Regions from separate parts of the Canis lupus genome. Here region 1 is linked to region 2. Evidence: chromatin contacts called from public Hi-C data. All regions are on one chromosome and are shown on one strand. The core of a region is the stretch at or near the end of the contact, and the rest is flanking DNA. Distances in the headings are between cores, read along the strand shown. Region 1 overlaps PTPRR (receptor-type tyrosine-protein phosphatase R). Region 2 overlaps MYRFL (myelin regulatory factor-like protein).

Region 1 (4,817 bases), core at 1,262-3,761, 690 kb before region 2:
AACAGTAACTAGATTAAGCGTTGCTTTGTCATTATTCTAAGAATAATCACCTGCTCTGAATGCTTTTCCATTCCTTCCCTCTATCTTCTCCATCCTATTACAACCATTTGTTCTACAAGGACAGTTGTCAGTTCATAAACTCACTCAACTTGGCTATGGGTACTTTTTTTTTTTTTTTCAATATTCAGTCCCCAAATCAATAACTGGGGGATCTGAATTTTTCATCCACATTGTGAATTCTTCAGTGACAGAGCGTAAGAACAGCGCATATTGAGAAGAAAAGCCTTAGATTTCCTGACTAAAATATAACTGCCTTTCCTCACTTGGAGGATAATTTTACCCTATTGTGCTTTATTTATTCTTGGTAGAACTCACAGGGATTGTTTTCAGGATAATGTCAGGGTAATTGTTCAAAACTGAGCTATGGGCCAACCCAAGGGCATTCTCCTGGGAATAGCTTGGCTAAAATGTACAAAAGATCTCTCCTCTTATCAAAAATATTTCTCCTTAGACATAAAGATAAGTGAGGAAAGGTTTGACATGAGATAAAAATAACAATGAAATAAGTCAGTGACTAAATGCCGTCTGTGATCTTAGTACAAGGAGGGCAAATAAACTGTCTCCTGGCCTTATGTCTTCATGCTCATTTTATAAGAGGGCGATCTAGAAGCTGCCTTCTGCGCACTGCAAAGGGAGGCCTTCTACACCCTTCCTTTCTTGGTGAGGGTTGGCCATGAGGCAATACCAAATGTTGGTAAATATGAGACCTCGATGCTTCTCGAGCTCTTACAAATTTTTGACGATTTCTTTTTCTTACGGAGGGGAAGGGAGGGGGGCGGGGGGGAGAGAATCGTAAGCAGGCTCCCTGACATGTGCGTCCTGAGCCCCACGGGGGGCGGGCGGGTGGGCAGCTCCATCCCACAACCTTGAGACCATGACCTAAGCCGAAATCAAGAGAGGGTCACTTAACCAACTGAGCCGCTAGTGCCCTTAGATTTTTGTCGATTTTTAATGAACTCTACGTGTAACATGTTCTTCTTGCAGAAACTCTGAAAGCATATTTAAGCCCAAACAAAACCGCAGGAGTTCTCTCGCAGCCAGTCTGACCCCCAGAGACAACCGCCACCGACTTTTAGTGAAGACTTTCATGCACACACGTGGCCTGCTGGCTTACCACACAGTACGCGTGGCTGAGGACAAGGCAATAACCGTGTGCACAGACAGCAACCGTGGTCCTAAGAGGATGGGAGCAGTGGGGCTGCGGGGGGCACAGGGGAGCCGTGGCCATGGCCATGACCTTGTAGGAGCTGGGGCACTCGCAGCAGCTGGGCCCACGGTGGCCGGGGCATGGGGGCAACTGTGCTATGAGTAAAGCCTGGTGGGGGGACGTGGCTCCCACCGGGGGCCCGATTTTGTCCCGGGTATTTTAGATTTATCATCTGCATGAATCCTCGCAATCATCCCCCAACTAAGCCTGCTCAGTGTGCGCCCATCTTCCAGATGCAAAAACTGAGGTCCATGGAGGCCAAGTCACCTGCCCGAGATCTCACAGTCGTAAGGTGCGGAACCTGGGCAGTGTGACTCCAAAATCCACTCTTAACCATAAGTTGCTGGTAAAAAGGATCGTCTGTTCTGCAGATGTTTTTCTCCCCTGTTGTGTTATTCCTCAACGACTTGCCATGACCCCACCTCTACATGTGGCGCGTTTAACGTTTTTTAGAGTTTCCGCGAACTCTTGAGAAAGAAAGGGCAAGTGACCACACTGCTCGGTGTGTGGCTGCCCCCCATTTGGGAACCCCACGGGCCTCGATGCTCCCGAAGGCCCTGTGACTGCTGAATCAGGCAACAAGAAATCAGCCTGGAGAACCCACGCTCAAGGCAGGGGGCTGGTGTTCGCCAACGCGCCGCTGGGGTGGGACTGCCATTCAGCACCCACGGCCAGAGCAGCCAGGGGCTTCAGGGAAACTGTAAAAACAAACCAAAAAAAGGAAAATGTTGCCACTCTGGCTCGGTTTTTAAGTCTCCTGTGATTTTAGATTTTGCAAGCTTCAGTTACGCCTTATACCTGGGACATGTCACCTGGGTGCATCCCCGGGCCCGTCCTTGTGCGAAAGGTGCCCTCTGGAGCTGGACTCCAAGGTAGTGTCAAAACTGAAACAGAAGTCCTCTCCAGAGCATTCGAAAACTGTTCTCTCTTGAAGGATGGGAAATACTGAGTCTTGGGCAAGACGCATAAGCCCCGTCCTAAGTGTGAATTCTCCTGTCCTTTCCTAACGACCTCAGGGCCCGTGCCACACGTGGCAACATTCGAAGTAAATAGGCTGCAAATATGAGATAGTCGTAAGGGAAAAAAGCGACCTCCAAAGTTATCTCGGGACTTTTCTGCTCAGGGTTCCAAGCTGAAGTTTTGATGACATGACTTGATTTAATTTCCACGTCTCTTATCTGTAGTTGATTCTTGTTACTGCAGTTGCTACTGGTTTTTGACTTGTACACAGGAAACCAGTGCCAATCAATTTTGTTCCCATGGTGACAGGAAACCCTGGTTGGTCAGATGTTGATTGTGCTTGCTATTCATGCCCCACCCATCGTATTTTCTTCCCTTTTGGCTGAACTTAAGACAAATTAATCAGTGGTCGACATCTGGCAGACAGTTTGGGTGTCTTCTCAGTGATTTGTTGACCTGCACAGTTAAAAAGTAAAACTCCAGGGCGTGAGACTTGCAGACACTAAATATAAACGCTGCCGGGGGTCCCTCCTAAGGTTTTGTGGGAAAGGCACATCCTTGAGCTTTTTTCACTCAAAGTGTGTGTTTTTTCTCAAGTAATGAAACATCTGTTGAATGAACAGTTCAGCTGATTCACAAGGGTGAGGGGCTTAGCCCAGCTTATTGGGAATTCCAGATACAAAGCGTGTGACGGGGACAAGGAAAGGCTCGGAGAATGTTAAGCTTTTTAACAGGTCTCTGCTGTTTGTGATTCCTCGGTAGCCACCTGCGTGTTTGCTTCCAGCTTGTGTTCCCATTGCACATAAACATGCCCCTTACCACTGAGCACTCTGGAAGCCAATGTCCTAACCCAGAGTGGGACAAAGCCGGCAACTCAATTGAAATCGAAGCGTAAAAACTCAAGCTGGATGACCTTCCCATCCCTCGAAGCCCAGCTTCTCTGGAGCCTCCTCTTTCAAACTCAGTTTAGGACTCCATAAAGAGAAATATTGTACAACTGTCTTCCTAGGCTTGCTGACTATTCCCAGAAGTCATCGGTTCTAAAGACAGAGGGACTACGATGTAGGTCTGATTTTATCAGGCCTAGCGATAGCAAAGATCATGAGAAATGCAATGCAATGTGGTGGAGGGATTTTTTGGCCTTTTTTTTTTTTTTTTTTTTTCTGTATAGGAAGACGAAGGAAGGTAACAATACAGGAAGGTGAGATTAAGATAAACCTAAAAAGGGCAGGTATGTTGGACCGGATAGGCTTTTCCTGTTCCTAAAATGTCTTGTGTTCTTACACAGGAAAAGCATTCTTACTCACCCAAGGCATTTGCAAGTCCTAGGCACAAGACCTAAAAGTGCCCTGGGTTGTGGTGGTAAGAAAGCAGGAAAGAAGTGGGTGGGACGGGAAGCAGCCCTGGTGAGCCCATAACCAGGATGAACTTCCCAAAGGGCAGAAGAGTGTTGGACCATTTATTCATCTGTGTCTCCTTTATTTTGAGAACCGACTCTGCTGCTTTGTTCCTTCTCCGTATTTCCCACACCAGGATTTGAAGACATTTAGAACAAGGGTCAACTCAGGGCGTAGAATCACCAAAGAGTCGGTCGGTGTGCTCGTGGAGAGCTGGCACTCCTTTCGGATTCCAGTATCATCCCATCCGACGACCCTCCCAAAGATTTCTTCCCTCGCTGGATTAGCTGGGGTTGGTGCGGGGGGGGGGGGGGGGGGGGGGAGTTTGATCCCAAAGGAGAGGCCAGGTCTGTGAAACTGAACTGAGATTAAATCGCTAGGAGAAGATTGCAGAGTTTTGGATCCTCATATTTTGCAGATCCTTGTAGCAGAAAACCCCAAGACATTAAATAAATATTGTTAGGCCGTCAGGGAGACCTGGCATTGGCCAAGGCCCTTTAAAAAAACCTAGTAGTGACCCCAAATCCAATCTGGCAGCCAACCTGTAATGCATTGAAAATGTAACCTATAAAAGGCATTTAATATTCTCCCAATTTCCGCCTCATTTTAGTTCTTTAGATTTGCATGATGGTCTATATGGACGGGAGCAGTCCCCTGTGTGCCACTCTTCTTTCCACCTGTGAGCCCGTGCAGTGGAAAGGAGGACACCCCAAGGCCATGGCTGCACTTGTTATTCACAGTAGCAGCAGGTGGCCCCCGCGAGATGCTAGCTGGGATAAATGAGCGTCTCTTCCTGGGCAGCAGTTTGACCATGTGCGACGTCAACTCTGACTGTAACCCAAACTGTTCCTTTGGTTCTTTAGCATCATCCCTAACCTACAAAGCTGAGAGCTTCGGGATATTTGGCAGTAGCACGCGTAAGCAAGTGCTTCCGCAGGGCGTCCCGAGGAGTAGGGATAACAATGGGTAAATGCCTGCAGTGCAGCTTCTATCAGGGACATATGGCAGGCCTGTTTTTCTGGATGATCTTGTTAATATAACACATGCATTTTAAATAACTAAACCTCTCTTGGCATGCCCAGAATAGAAAGCATCAGGGCTACGAAGCAGCTCTCTGTGTAAGCAAAACCTATCCAGTGAAGAACCAGATCTGAGCTTTAATCTGAACCCAGACAGAAAAAGTTGTTAGACCA
Region 2 (4,737 bases), core at 1,590-4,089:
AGAAGTGAATTACGTCTAAGCATTCAAGATAAATCTGCCTCTGTACCTTTGAGCTGATACCATCCATGTTCTCCTTTTTTTCCAGATCAGTGGAGCTTAGATTGGCTATTCAAAACTTAAAAAAAAAAAATCTACCCAAGTAAGAAGAAGGGTAAGTTGCCTCAAAAACTTGATCAAGGGTTTCATGACCTCAGTAGTCATATTTAAGATAGCACATGGAATACTCCCCCAAAATATAACCAAATGAAGGCCAAGACTCAAAACCAAGACCAGTGGACCCTTCCTTTCTTCGTCTAATTGGACACAGTGGAAAAGACACAAAGTTGTGACATTTCAATGATGCAATTAGCAATTTGCTCCTTTCTGCCTCCCATTCAACACACCAACCCCCAAAGTCTGTTTAAGTCCTTAGAATTTGTTTTAAGGAAATGATTTCTTCCTTCTAAGAGTTCCTCTGACATGAAAGTCCTAGTGATAAGTTTTGCTCTTAAAGGAGCTATATTTGAATTTGGGAAATACCAGGGAAGGCCCTCAAGTTTATAGATCAACGTTTCTCATTTCACATTATATTTATTACTTGAAAGTCCTATTCTTTAGCCATTAACATTTTTCAGTTTTTTCAAGAAGGTATTTATAATCTTGAAAATTCTAGAAGATTTACGTAGGTAAATTATACCCTAAGGAATAAAGAGAAGGTTCAGAGGATATTTAAGAGCAATAAAACATAGGTCCACATTTATTTCTTGAAACTATAATGTCATAAGATCACGATGAAACTTTTATAGTTTAAAGATATTTTGTACGGTTTCATTTCAGTCTCTAAATACAAAGCCACCACCAGCTAGGATTGTTGTCGTGTATGTTTTTGTTGTTGTTGTTGTTGTTGTCGTGTATATTGACAATGAGCTTGACATACTGATTCACAACATAGATATTGGGAGAGGGGGATGTCACCAGCTAGCAATTTAACGTGGCCCCCAAAACAGTATTCTGTGGAATTTTAAATCAGCTGCAGGCTTAAATGTTACTGATTCGGGAAATCCCTATTTTCCAGCTTTTAGTTTGAACTGGGTATATGATCTCAAAAAGATTTGCTCTCCCTCCATCATTTAGTGGGTAAATTATAATGAGTTGGGATTATAATGTGGATTCCAAAAAGCCAGAAGCCCATGCCCCAGCTACTCATTAGCTGGACTGCAAAACATAAGGAGTAAGACACACTTTCTCATTGACCCCCTTCTATTTGATCAGGGGTGGCATCAAAGCCCAAATATTTGGATTTAGTCTTGAGAGTTAGCACTGCCTTTCTTCCCTCACTCTCCAGTACGCCACCAGGGGGTCCTGGACCACTTACAGTTTTTCATAATGACCATTTAATAAACTGTGCCAAGGAACACTTTGGTATGGCTGCCACTTCAGAGTAGGAGAACACTGGTCCACAGGCATCACGTTCAGCCCCTCACTGTCGTAGTCTTGCACTTCACTGCTGTGACTCCTACTTGTCACTGCAAAGAAATCGGTGTTAAAAAAAAATTTAAAAAAAAAAAAAAAAGAAATCAGTGTTAGATCCTTCTTCCAAGGCTGTTTTTCCTGGACTCACAGACAGTTGCATGGAGCAAATGAACTGGCCGCGTATGAGGAAGAGTGACCATGTAGAAAGTGACAAGTGTTGGGAGGCAGGAGACATGTGGCTAGCCTTGTTTCCTCATCTGTAACAAGAGCAGTTTGGGGTCAGTGATCTCTATGATGCCATCATGAGTACTTGGTGGAAACTCTGCCCTCAGTATCTATCTACTCTACTTCCTGCACAGCATCTCCCCTCTTCCAGTCAACGTGGTTCCAGTGGAGTCCACTCCCAGCCGGAGGAGGGTACGGGGGCCCAGGCTGGACCAGTTAAAGTACAGCATTCACTACTTGCATGGATAACTGCGTCAGGTAGACTCATGGCCCAAGCCAATCCAAGCAGAGTGGACCTCAGCCCTTCAGGGGACACGGGTTCCAAGATGCTGACTCTTTGCTATGAGCTTTAAACCCATGAGATCACAGCCCCAAGAGCTGCTGGCACCATTTTGGTATGTGAAGGAAAAGCCTGTCTGGGACCGTAGCCCACACAGCAGAAGGCAGGGTTGAGAATGAAGGGCACCCAGTTCTGATGTCGTGATTGGAGTTCTGGGATCCAATTCTAAACTCTTGGGTTACAGGAGCCAAGGAATCCTCCAGTTTTGTTTTTTGTTTGTTTTTTGCTTAAGGCACTTTGAGGTTTTGGGGATTTTGTCCTTTGTTTCTTTGTTTTTGTTCATTGCAACCACTACATCTAATCCGTTACAGGTCCCTTGTGGCACTAGCTTTCTGAACTTAGATGAGCTATTTATTCACTTAGGGTCTTACTTCCCTCAACAGCAAAAACAGAAATTAAAGCAGATGTCTTGCCCATCTTGCAACGTTATACAAGCAGAGAGACTATCATAGTACAAGTGAAAGCGCTTCCAGAAGCTAAAGCCAAGATAAAGTGACAGAAAGGGTCGAAAGTATGTAGTATTGACAATACTAAATTGCTATTTTCACATGTTAAAATAACAGCAATTTCACAGGCGCAAGCTACTATTTTTGCATAATCCTTGCAAATTGTCTTAATTTGAGTATGCCTCCAGACCGTGTGATTCACCCTTGGATAATCTTGGTGTAAATTCTATTGGTATGTTTTCTGTTTCTCTTTTAATCCCCCTCCAATCACTCATGCCTGACTTCAGGAGTGAGAGGGAAATAGTGGGTGTTCGTAAGCTCAGGTGCAGGCTGTAAGCACCAACACAGAAGTGTGACATGAGTTCCTGTGGAGCGTGCCCTGAGCCCACGGGTTGGTAAATGCTGGGTTGGCTTTCGCCCTCCCAACTTCCTTTCTTTACACTTGCACTGAGGACTTCCTCAAATGAATAAGTAACACAGCTGTTGCAGGTTGTCTTTGGTCTCAAATGTCATAGAAAATAGGCTTATGGGGGTATCTCTCTATTACATGTCACCTAAGGAAAACAACTTTTTTTTTTTTTCAGTTTTTGTAAACAACCATTTTGAAATGATTTTGCAAAATCATGAAAACCGTTTTCCTGGCTTGGACTGTAGAAGGTCAGCAGCGCAAGGACCTCTCTTCAGGCTGTCACTCCTCCAAAAGTTACCAGACCTAAAAACTTTTCAAAACACACACACACATACACATACACACACACAAACACCTTCCAGGGTTCTCCTGCTTAGACAAAATCCCGAGAAAGGAAGACACTATCCTCCCATCTTTTCTTCCTCTGTCCTCCAGCGGAAAAAGAGGCTAAAAGAAGTTCAAGAGCTTGGAGTCTGGAATCCGACGGGCCTGGGCCTGAGTCACAACTCCACACTCACCAGATGTACAATCCAGGCAAATGGTTTCAGGTCTCTGGGCTTCAGGTTCTTCATCTACAAAACGGGAGTAACAGCCTCCCGGGGCTGCTGAAGGATTCAACGGGTTACGTCCATCCATGCTCAGCGCCTGTCTATCCCCAGTAAGGGCCTAAACGGTGGCACTTTGACTTACCAGTGGCCTGTCATCATCATCACGTGGCCTTGCTTCAGCTCAGGTGCCTCGGCTGTTTCTAAGAAGCCTTGGCCAATACTTCTGCTCTTGGCCTTCGTGAGAACTCAGTCGGAGGTGGAATAACTCACACCGAGTGCCTGAGTGACAATCACTAACTGGGGCCCTTCCTCACTCACTCGTGGTAGCAAGGTCAAGGATCGGGCCTTTCCTGCTTTTTCTCATTACAGCAGCAAAGGGATGGGGCACCGCTCCCACGGGACCGACACAGCCAGGCTTCCCCGCAGGAGGAGCTGGATGTCCGCTGGTGAGACCCCGGGCCCCAGGCCACACTGAACTTCAAGGCAAAAGCCTGAGCCTGGGTGGCTCGGTGGTTAAGCATCTGCCTTCAGCTCGGGGCATGATCCCAGGATCCGGATCGAGTCCCACATCCGGCCCCTTACAGGGAGCTTGCTTCTGTCTCTGTCTCTCTCTCTCTGTGTGTCTCTCTCAATAAATAAATAAAATCTTAAAAAAAAAAAAAAAAAAGCCTGAGCCCAATGCTGGGACCTATCACTGTTCACACTAATAAGAACATCTACTACTCTCGTGTGCTGTCTCCACCACCGCTGTCCCCAAGCGCACCCACACACTTGGCATAGCTCCTCATCAACTCTGCAAGGTAAGGATACCTTTTTGTTTTTTCAATAAGCTTTCTTGACTAAGTACAATATACATAAAAAAAGAATGTATTATTATGCGAGATCATTAGTATGCAATTTGATGCTTCCTAATAAAGTGAATTATACTGGGTAACTAGCGTTGGGCCAAGAAATAGGACATGTCCAGCCCTCTAGAAGACACTCTCGTGTCCTCTTCCAGCTACTACTTCCTCCTGCCCAAGACAAATGACTATTTTGAAATCTAATGCCATAGAGGAGTTTATAGAAATGGAATCCTATGATACATACTCTTATGTGTTGGCTTCTTTTGCCCAATATTGTGTTTATGGGATTCACTCATTGTTGTTGCAAATGGCAGTCATTTGTCATCTCTATTACTGGAGGAATGTACCACAATTTATCCCGCCTTTTTTTTTTTTTAAGATTGTATTTATTTATTCCTGAGAGACCCAGAGAGAGAGGCAGAGACACAGGGAGAGGGAGAAGCAGGCTTCCTGCAGGGAGCCCCATGCGGGA

Evidence for each region. Hi-C and Micro-C count contacts between places; a contact is called where the count stands out from the background.
Region 1: a Hi-C map of skin fibroblasts shows a contact between it and region 2, with 2.2 times the contacts expected there. The contact joins two enhancer-like sites. A contact is called at or near these places in 2 of 9 Hi-C or Micro-C datasets (amygdala and skin fibroblasts).

The regions. Positions count from the first base shown.
Region 1 is chr10:12,822,590-12,827,406 of UU_Cfam_GSD_1.0, reverse strand. The region is part of intron 6 of PTPRR (receptor-type tyrosine-protein phosphatase R); the gene reads left to right. Among named protein-coding and RNA genes, the nearest start is that of PTPRB, 71 kb to the right of the region's middle. Within about 2 kb of position 2,511, at least 4 of the 20 cell types and tissues checked have an H3K27ac peak or open chromatin away from gene starts, as enhancers often do.
Region 2 is chr10:12,135,698-12,140,434 of UU_Cfam_GSD_1.0, reverse strand. MYRFL (myelin regulatory factor-like protein) reads right to left here. Exons shown (of 22, transcript XM_038549569.1): 4 at 1,355-1,505. Among named protein-coding and RNA genes, the nearest start is that of MYRFL, 15 kb to the right of the region's middle. Within about 2 kb of position 2,839, at least 2 of the 20 cell types and tissues checked have an H3K27ac peak or open chromatin away from gene starts, as enhancers often do.